Regions from separate parts of the Rattus norvegicus genome. Here region 2 is linked to region 1. A link is a contact called in public Hi-C data. All regions are on one chromosome and are shown on one strand. Each heading gives the region's core, a stretch centred on a gene start, on an enhancer-like site or on the middle of the called end of the contact. The rest is flanking DNA. Distances are from core to core; before and after follow the strand shown.

The links. A called contact is a pair of places that touch in the nucleus more often than the background predicts.
Region 2: a Hi-C map of hepatocytes shows a contact between it and region 1, with 1.8 times the contacts expected there. The contact joins the promoter of Bicd2 here to the enhancer-like site in region 1. A contact is called at or near these places in 12 of 12 Hi-C or Micro-C datasets (the A7r5 cell line, the Rat2 cell line, Schwann cells and 7 more) and 1 of 1 datasets of contacts at active chromatin or transcription factors (oligodendrocytes).

The regions. Positions count from the first base shown.
Region 1 is chr17:15,458,029-15,461,840 of GRCr8, forward strand. It overlaps a transcript of Bicd2 not described here. Among named protein-coding and RNA genes, the nearest start is that of Rps12l8, 11 kb to the left of the region's middle. Within about 2 kb of position 2,558, at least 5 of the 93 cell types and tissues checked have an H3K27ac peak or open chromatin away from gene starts, as enhancers often do. A contact at or near this core is called in hepatocytes, where this site is marked.
Region 2 is chr17:15,509,772-15,513,304 of GRCr8, forward strand. Bicd2 (BICD cargo adaptor 2) reads right to left here and starts at 1,534. Exons shown (of 7, transcript NM_001033674.2): 1 at 1,205-1,534. The coding sequence starts at 1,444.

The sequences.
Region 1 (3,812 bases), core at 1,308-3,807:
CATGGGCTTGTGCCGTTCTCTAAGACCAGCAGGTTAGTGGGGCCTTTCAAGCCTGGGGTCTATGATCCCAGGAGACCTGCAGGTTACAATCCTGCACATGGTGCTCGTACGAATGTGGTGCTCACAAACAATTCCGACGCTTCCCTGGGAGCCCACAAGACAGCACTCATCGTATCCCCCTGGATGTCATACCAGCTCATTAGCCTTAGCCAAACCAGAGTCTTTCTCCCCTGGCCATAACCCACACCACCGTGGCATTTTCTGAGAAGCTGACAAGGGATTGACAAAGTCCCTGGATGAGAGCAGCATTTTGTTTTATGGGTGGAGAGAAAGAGGCTTTCTGTCTTTGTGGATGGTGCGATGGGTCAAGGAGAGCCAGCGAGAGCTCCTGAAGCCAGGTCACAACCTCGGCTCTGAGGATGGAGCTACACGGAGAGGAGACAGAGGACAGAAGAGTAGGCTTGGTGGTGCTTATCTGTGCACGTAGCAGGTTGAGACGGGAGGACTGAGTTCCAGGCCAGCCTCGACTACCTAGCAAGATCCTATCTAAAAATGAAAAGTCATGTGATAGTGAGCTTTTGGTTAAAGTTACAAAATGTCTCAGGTAATTAAAAAGGGTTCAAGATTTTACAAGTTTTAGCTCATGTCTTGTGTCTTCTGCTTTTCTGTCTGCCGTGAGGTGGAACATCATGGCCAGAGCAGAGAGTGAGGTAAAACTGCTTACCTCATCAGTCAGGGAACAAAAAGCCAAGATGAAAGGACAGTGTTGTCATGGTCCCCTGCTTGTCGCCACAGTCACCGGTGGGGACATATCAGATGACTCAAAATCCACTCACAAGACCCCAGTTCACAAAGGCTCTACACCCTGTGACTTTGGGACACACACACACACACACACACACACACACACACACACACACACACACAGCAGCCAAAGCCTGACCAAGCTCTTCTCGGTGCCTAGGTGCCTTCCCACAGTTCAGAAGCAACAGGAGTCATCATAGAAACCAGCTTCCAGCTGTTTACAAAAGCACTATAACCACCACAGAGGAACCCTCGTGCCTCCCCCTAATGTAAAACTAGCATTATCTGAATCAAGCTGTGGAAACCACTCAGTACTCCAGGTCAGAAGAAGACCAAGGAGGAAGCCAGATCCCAGGCAGCCCCCAGTGAGAAAGGCCAATAACCTGGACTTCTGAGGGGCCGGGGGAGGGGGGGCTTAGCACAGGAGGAAGACGTCCATTGTGATACTTTCTCAAAGCCCCCACTGTGGAGGGTCTGATCTGAGGGCCAGGATGTAGCGTTGGCCTGCAGTTGGAGCTGAAGGAGACTTCTAGCCTGTCTCCAGTTTCACAAGTTCCGACAAGCAAGCTTTGGGCTTCAGTAAGAAGCTCGTGGAACCAATGGGAACAGCTTGTTCTAGGGTCATTTTAAACTTCTAGCATTTCATCACAGAAGCGCACCCCAGTGAGCTTGCATGGTCACCGGCGAGCTCATAAGCAAGTAGATTTTCTTGTTAGAATAAATAATGGTCTAAGTCTTTGAGTAGATTTTCTCTTTTATTGCTTTTGAGTGGAATTCTGGGGGTAAGCTGGATTTGGAATGCACATCTTGTTTGTTATTCAAGACACAGAGGTAGATGGATTACTAAGAGTCCTAGGCCAGCCTGAGCTACATAAATAGCAGATTTGTATGTATCTCAAAGAAAGGAAGGAAGAAAGAAAAGAAGGAAGGAAGGAAAGGAGGGAGGGAGGGAGGGAGGGAGGGAGGGAGGGAGGGAGGGAGGAAGGAAAAGCCTAGCTGGTTGTGATGGTACATGCCTGTAATTTCAGCGCTGGGAAGACAGAAGCAGGAGAATCAGAAGTCCAAAGTCACCTTGGCTACATACTGAGCCCGAAGCCAGCCCGGGCTACTTTAGAACCTGTTTCAAAAAAAAAAAAAAATTATAGACATAGAAACTTCTGGGTCTTTTTTTTACTGTGTATGCATGACACATGCACTTGATGTGTTGGTGGACAGGTACTTTTCGGCAGTGCACCTAGGGGTCTAAAGACAACTTTGAGAGTGCATGCATGTGTCTGGCGTTTATATGTTTGGTATGTGTATATGTGTACCTGGTGACGGTGTGTGATGTGTGTATGCGGTGCACATGTGTGTGGTGGGTGTCTGTTTTGCTTTGATAATGTCATTTAGGTACTTATGTTTTGAATTGCATTTTCTTCCTGACAGATTTACTCAAGAATCTCACCCAACTTTAAATCGGGTTGTTTGTGAGATCCTGATTAACCAAATGGACAAGGTCCAGAAAGACCATCTATAAAAATGGAACTTTGACCCCACCCACAGCGACCTGAACAGGAAGGCAACCCTTATCTGTAGAAACCAGCCAAGGAGGGCAGCTGTGTGGGCAGCCTACAGGAAGCAGGACGCTATCTCTAGGGACTCCTGGGAAGCTAAATATTAACCTCTAGAACAATCAGTCCCAAACACCAGGACCTGATCAATAGCCTGCTTCCAACTTAGGACCAACCAGAAAGCCAAATACACTCCCGTCTCTAATCCAACCTCCCTAACCACAGCCTCCAAGCCATTGCCCTCCCACCAGCAAGCCTCCTCCTCTCCTTTGCCTTCCAGTCTTTGTTCAGTGCAAGGGCCCTCCCCCTGAGGGGAGGTTCTGAGCGGCAGTCTCTGCTCTTCACAGTCTGCAGTCTTCAACACCTTCATCTTACTGTTGACCTAGAGAGTCAAGATGGCTCTGCGGGGAAAGGCACTTGGTATCAAACCTGATGACCTGAGTTCAATTCCCAGGACCCCCAAAAGTTGTCCTCTGACCTCCACGTGCACACTGTGGGGGACTCACCCACTGTTTAGAAGTTCTGGGACTAGGCTGTGTATCTCAGTTGGTAGAATGCTTACGGTCCCCATCACTGCATAGAACACATGTGGTGGAGCATGCCTGTATTCCAGGACTTGGAAGGTGTAGCATGGGAATCAGGAGTTCTAGTTCCGGGACACACTGGGCTACGTGAGACTGTCTCAAAAAAAAGGCGAAATAGAGAAATAATGCTTTATATATCTGGTTACTACTCATCTACGTACCTATCAGATATACAAAAAACAAACAAAACAAACAAACAAAAAAAACCTTTTTTCTCCTAGCAATTGCTTTGTCTTCAGCAATTGAGAGCACTGACTGCTCTTCCAGAGGTCCTGAGTTCAATTCCCAGTAACCACATGGCGGCTCACAACTTCTGCAATGGGATCTGGAGCCCTCTTCTGGTGTGTCTGAAGACAGCTATGGTGTAGTCATACAAATAAAACAAATAAATATATAAAAATAAATAAAGAACTCATTAAAAACTTTTAAACTTTTGAATTGTTCTTTTGTTTCCTGAGTGTCTGCCTGTGTGTGCGTCTGTGTGCCGTGTACATGCTTAGTGTCCCCAGAGGTCAGATCAGGCCATTGGATCCCCTGGATCTGGAGCTACTGATGGTTGTGAGCCACCGTGTGGGTGCTGGGAATCCTATCAGGTCCTCTGCAAGAGCAACAAGTGCTCGTGACCACAAAGCCATCTCTCCAGGCCTAGATTCCTTTTAAAAGATTTAATTATGGGGGTTGGGGATTTAGCTCAGTGGTAGAGCGCTTGCCTAGGAAGCGCAAGGCCCTGGGTTCAGTCCCCAGCTCCGAAAAAAAAAAAAAAACAACAAAAAAAAAAGATTTAATTATGTGCATATGTATATCTCTGTGTGGACACACATGTGCACACTCGCGCGCACACACACACACACACACACACACACACACACACACA
Region 2 (3,533 bases), core at 284-2,783, 51 kb after region 1:
AAGAGTTCAGGCACCCACCCAAAGCTGGCTGGGAGCAGAAGTATCCAAAGATGAGCCTGTGATTTTAACACCCGAGAGCAGAACTGAGTCTGACAGGGAAGGGAAACCATTTAGATAATCCAAAAAGCTACCTGTGTGGCCCACATCAGGCCTTTCTAAATGCAGAGCACTCAGAGCAATACTTGTGGGTTGGCAAAGCTGTATTCCTACTTTGCAGAGCTGGAAGCTAAGGTTTGAGGAGAGCTTGCCCATGGCTCACCCATAGCTCACCCATAAGCAATAAGGGGGGGTTGGTCCAAACTCAAGTGTGTCCCTCTTCCAGAAAGCATTTCCCCGACAGTCTCCAGAACACGGCTGGGGAGTCAAGACGGATGGGAGAGTCACTAACACTTAAATCATCCCAGAAAGCTTACCCAGGTCCCTCCTACTGCATCCCCCCCCCCCTCAAGCTCTTAGCCAGCCTGGGGGGTCCAACCTCTCTCCCTACAGTGGGATGACACAAAGCACCAGGTTCCGACAGAAGGAACGCAGACTCCAGGGCGACAGGCAGGGCCTAGGAGACCGAGCAAGACAGGAAGCGGTCGATGGAAGCCATGCTTCCCAGTAGTGGGTGCACCATTAATGAGATTGGGGGGGGGGGGGGGGAAGCAGCTGACTGAGCCAGAGCTAAGTCACACTGATGCGATGGATACTGGGAAAGCCGGCCTGTCAAGGGTCATGGGCAATCAGGAGCTGCGACTCACTGTATCCATCCCTTCCCAGCCTCAGGCAGTCATGAAACCAGATGAACAGCACAGAAAGCAGCTGCTCCAAAAAGGGGGGCAGTGATTTGCTTGAAGATGACAGACTGTGGTCAACCAGCCCCAGGCTCAGCCTTACCAAGGGGGTCACTTTCACGGACAGCCTCAGCTGTAAGGGCATCGTCTGCTCCCCCGCCGCCTACACAGACACACCCAAGGCAGCAATAACCATAGCAGGACATCAGTCCTCAACGAAAGGACTATTAAGGCCTGCAGAGAAAACTAGCGGGTACGTGGAGCTGCAGGGAGCCTAGACCCCAGCAGCAGGGCACGGGGCCGAGCATGGTCACTCTCCGTCACTGCCTTGGACCACAACTCTAGGTCTTCTGCCCCACCCCTGGTACCTCCCACCACTGGGCAGGATGACCTCAGAGCCCCAGGCAGGGGTCGCAGCCGGCCACTACCTCTTTGAGCTGCTCCATCTCGCTGCGGATGGCCTCATAGTCCACCTCGAGCTCCTCGAACTGCAGCTTGAGCTGGTGCTTCTCCTCAAGCACCGCCAGTCCATACTCGGCCGCCTGGATCTTCTCACGCGTGGTTTCGGCCAGCTCGTGGGACAGTCGCTTCACCTCGGCGCGCAGCCACTCCGGCTGCGCCTCCATCACCAGACGCGCATACTCCTCCTCCTCCGACGGCGCGGACATGGTGGCCGCGCGCCGAGGCCCGCTCCCACCTTGGCTCCCACAAGCCGGGCCCTCTTAGCCGCCGCCGCCGCCGCCCAGCCCCGACGGCCGCCCGCGCCGCCGCACTGCTCCTCCCTGACGCGCGGGGAACACTGGGGGCTGCAGTCCCACTGAGCATGGACTACATAACCCGCAGTCCCTTGCGCCCACCTGGTCTGAGGCTGTGATTGGTCTAAATCTCAAGGGGGCATGAGCCTAAAGAGACGCAAAGCTACGTCTCCCTTAGCATTGTGGGAGATGTAGTCCTACTGTGCGCTCACTGCTTGGCCTGTTGTGTGCCGCGCCTGCCTGGCTTCAATCGGTGATTGGCCGGCGCCGCTGACGTGACAGCAGTAAGGGTGCCACCGACCCCAGCCCAAGGACCCCGCAGCCACCCGGAGAACCTCCAGCCTTGTGCTCCTATCCTTTCTAGAGTAAGGCGATCTGAGCTGTGGAGACTACGAATAAGATTCGCGTCCTACAACGTCAGAGCCTGGTTGGTGAGACTGTGTGGCGCGCGCTCTATGCGGGATTTGAATGACTTGTGGCGGGCCGCGGGCACTGCCAAAAGGATGCCAACAACCTGACGCTAGGGGCTCAGCGGAGCCCAAACCCGGATACTACTTCCTTCCTCTTGTCCCTTTGTCCGTTAGGATATTCTTTCATAGAAATGAAAGCACCTCCGTGAGCATAATGTCATAGGTGTGTTTAAATGTTGTCTGTCCCCGATTTTCGGCGGGACATGGCTGTACTCTTCACTGTATGTCTAAATAAAAGTTCCCTCCTCGCATGGTGATTTGGATATAACAAGCTTATTCCTCTTCTCACTGCACACCCTCCGCCCCCGCAACACCACACCCTACAGCTGCGGACCACCATAAAACATAGAGGTCAGCTGGAGAGAAGGCTCAGAGGATAAAGCTCTTGCTCAGCAAGAGCAAGGACCTATATTTGCACCCCCAGAGCCCACATAAAGCACAGTCTATAATCCCAATGTTCCCAAGGCAAGATGGGAGGTGGAGATTGGAGAATCCCCTGAAGTTAGACTAGTGCATGAAGTTGGGGGTGGGGGTGGGGAACTAAGATAACCGGCCTCAAACAAGATGCAAGACAAAGACTGACAACTAGATCTGGCCCTCTGATTCCCAGTGCACGTGGGGCCTGTGTGTACCCACAGGAATATGAACCCACTTCACCATACACACACACGCACACACACGATTAAAAGAAAATCTAGGGCCAACACAAGAATTGTGTAGTAAATAAACTTTGTGTGGTGGAGCACACCTTTAATCCCACCACTTGGGAGACAAAGGTAGAAGGATTTCAAGGCCAGCCTGATCTATATATGAAGTTCCAAGCCAGCCAGGACTAAATAGAGAGACCCTGTCTCAAAAACAAGAGAGAGTTGTATAAATACACGTGTTGTTACCTTTTCTCTTGAGCCAACCAGCTTAATTTGCTAGGAGAGTCCTGGCTCTACACTGAGGCCCATATATCAGGCCCACAAAGCTCTTCACACTAAGTGAGGGAGGATGTTTTGGAACAAACCTTGCTCCAACAAGGACAGAGCTCTTCAGTACCTGCACCTATCCTGGCTGCCTGGGAACCTCTCCACCCTGACCTGAACCTATGAGGCAGGTGTGAGTAGGGAGGGAGAGAGCCATGAGTTTCTACTGAGAACCTGACCAGGGAACTTTGAACTTGAAGATAAAGGTGATCCCAGGCACATTGGGGAGACAAATGGTGGGTCACAATCATTGTAGGCTTCCTTCAGCAGGGACAGTGCCAGCCAGCTAAGTTAGGGTTCCGAAGAAGGTTTCTAGGATCTCGTTGTCACTGGTAGAAGTGTGGCAACCAGGAAATACTTCTCTGAGGAGGTGACACCAGAGAGAGATCCAGAGGACTCCACATTCAAGGATGATGAGGGTGGACACCCCCCCCTACACTTGAAGATGAGAGACCCCCTTTTTAGCGCTCCCTGCGTCAGTCTTTTTTTTTTAATATTTTTTTAAAGATTTATTCATTTATTATATATAAGTACACTGTAGCTGTCTTCAGATACACCAGA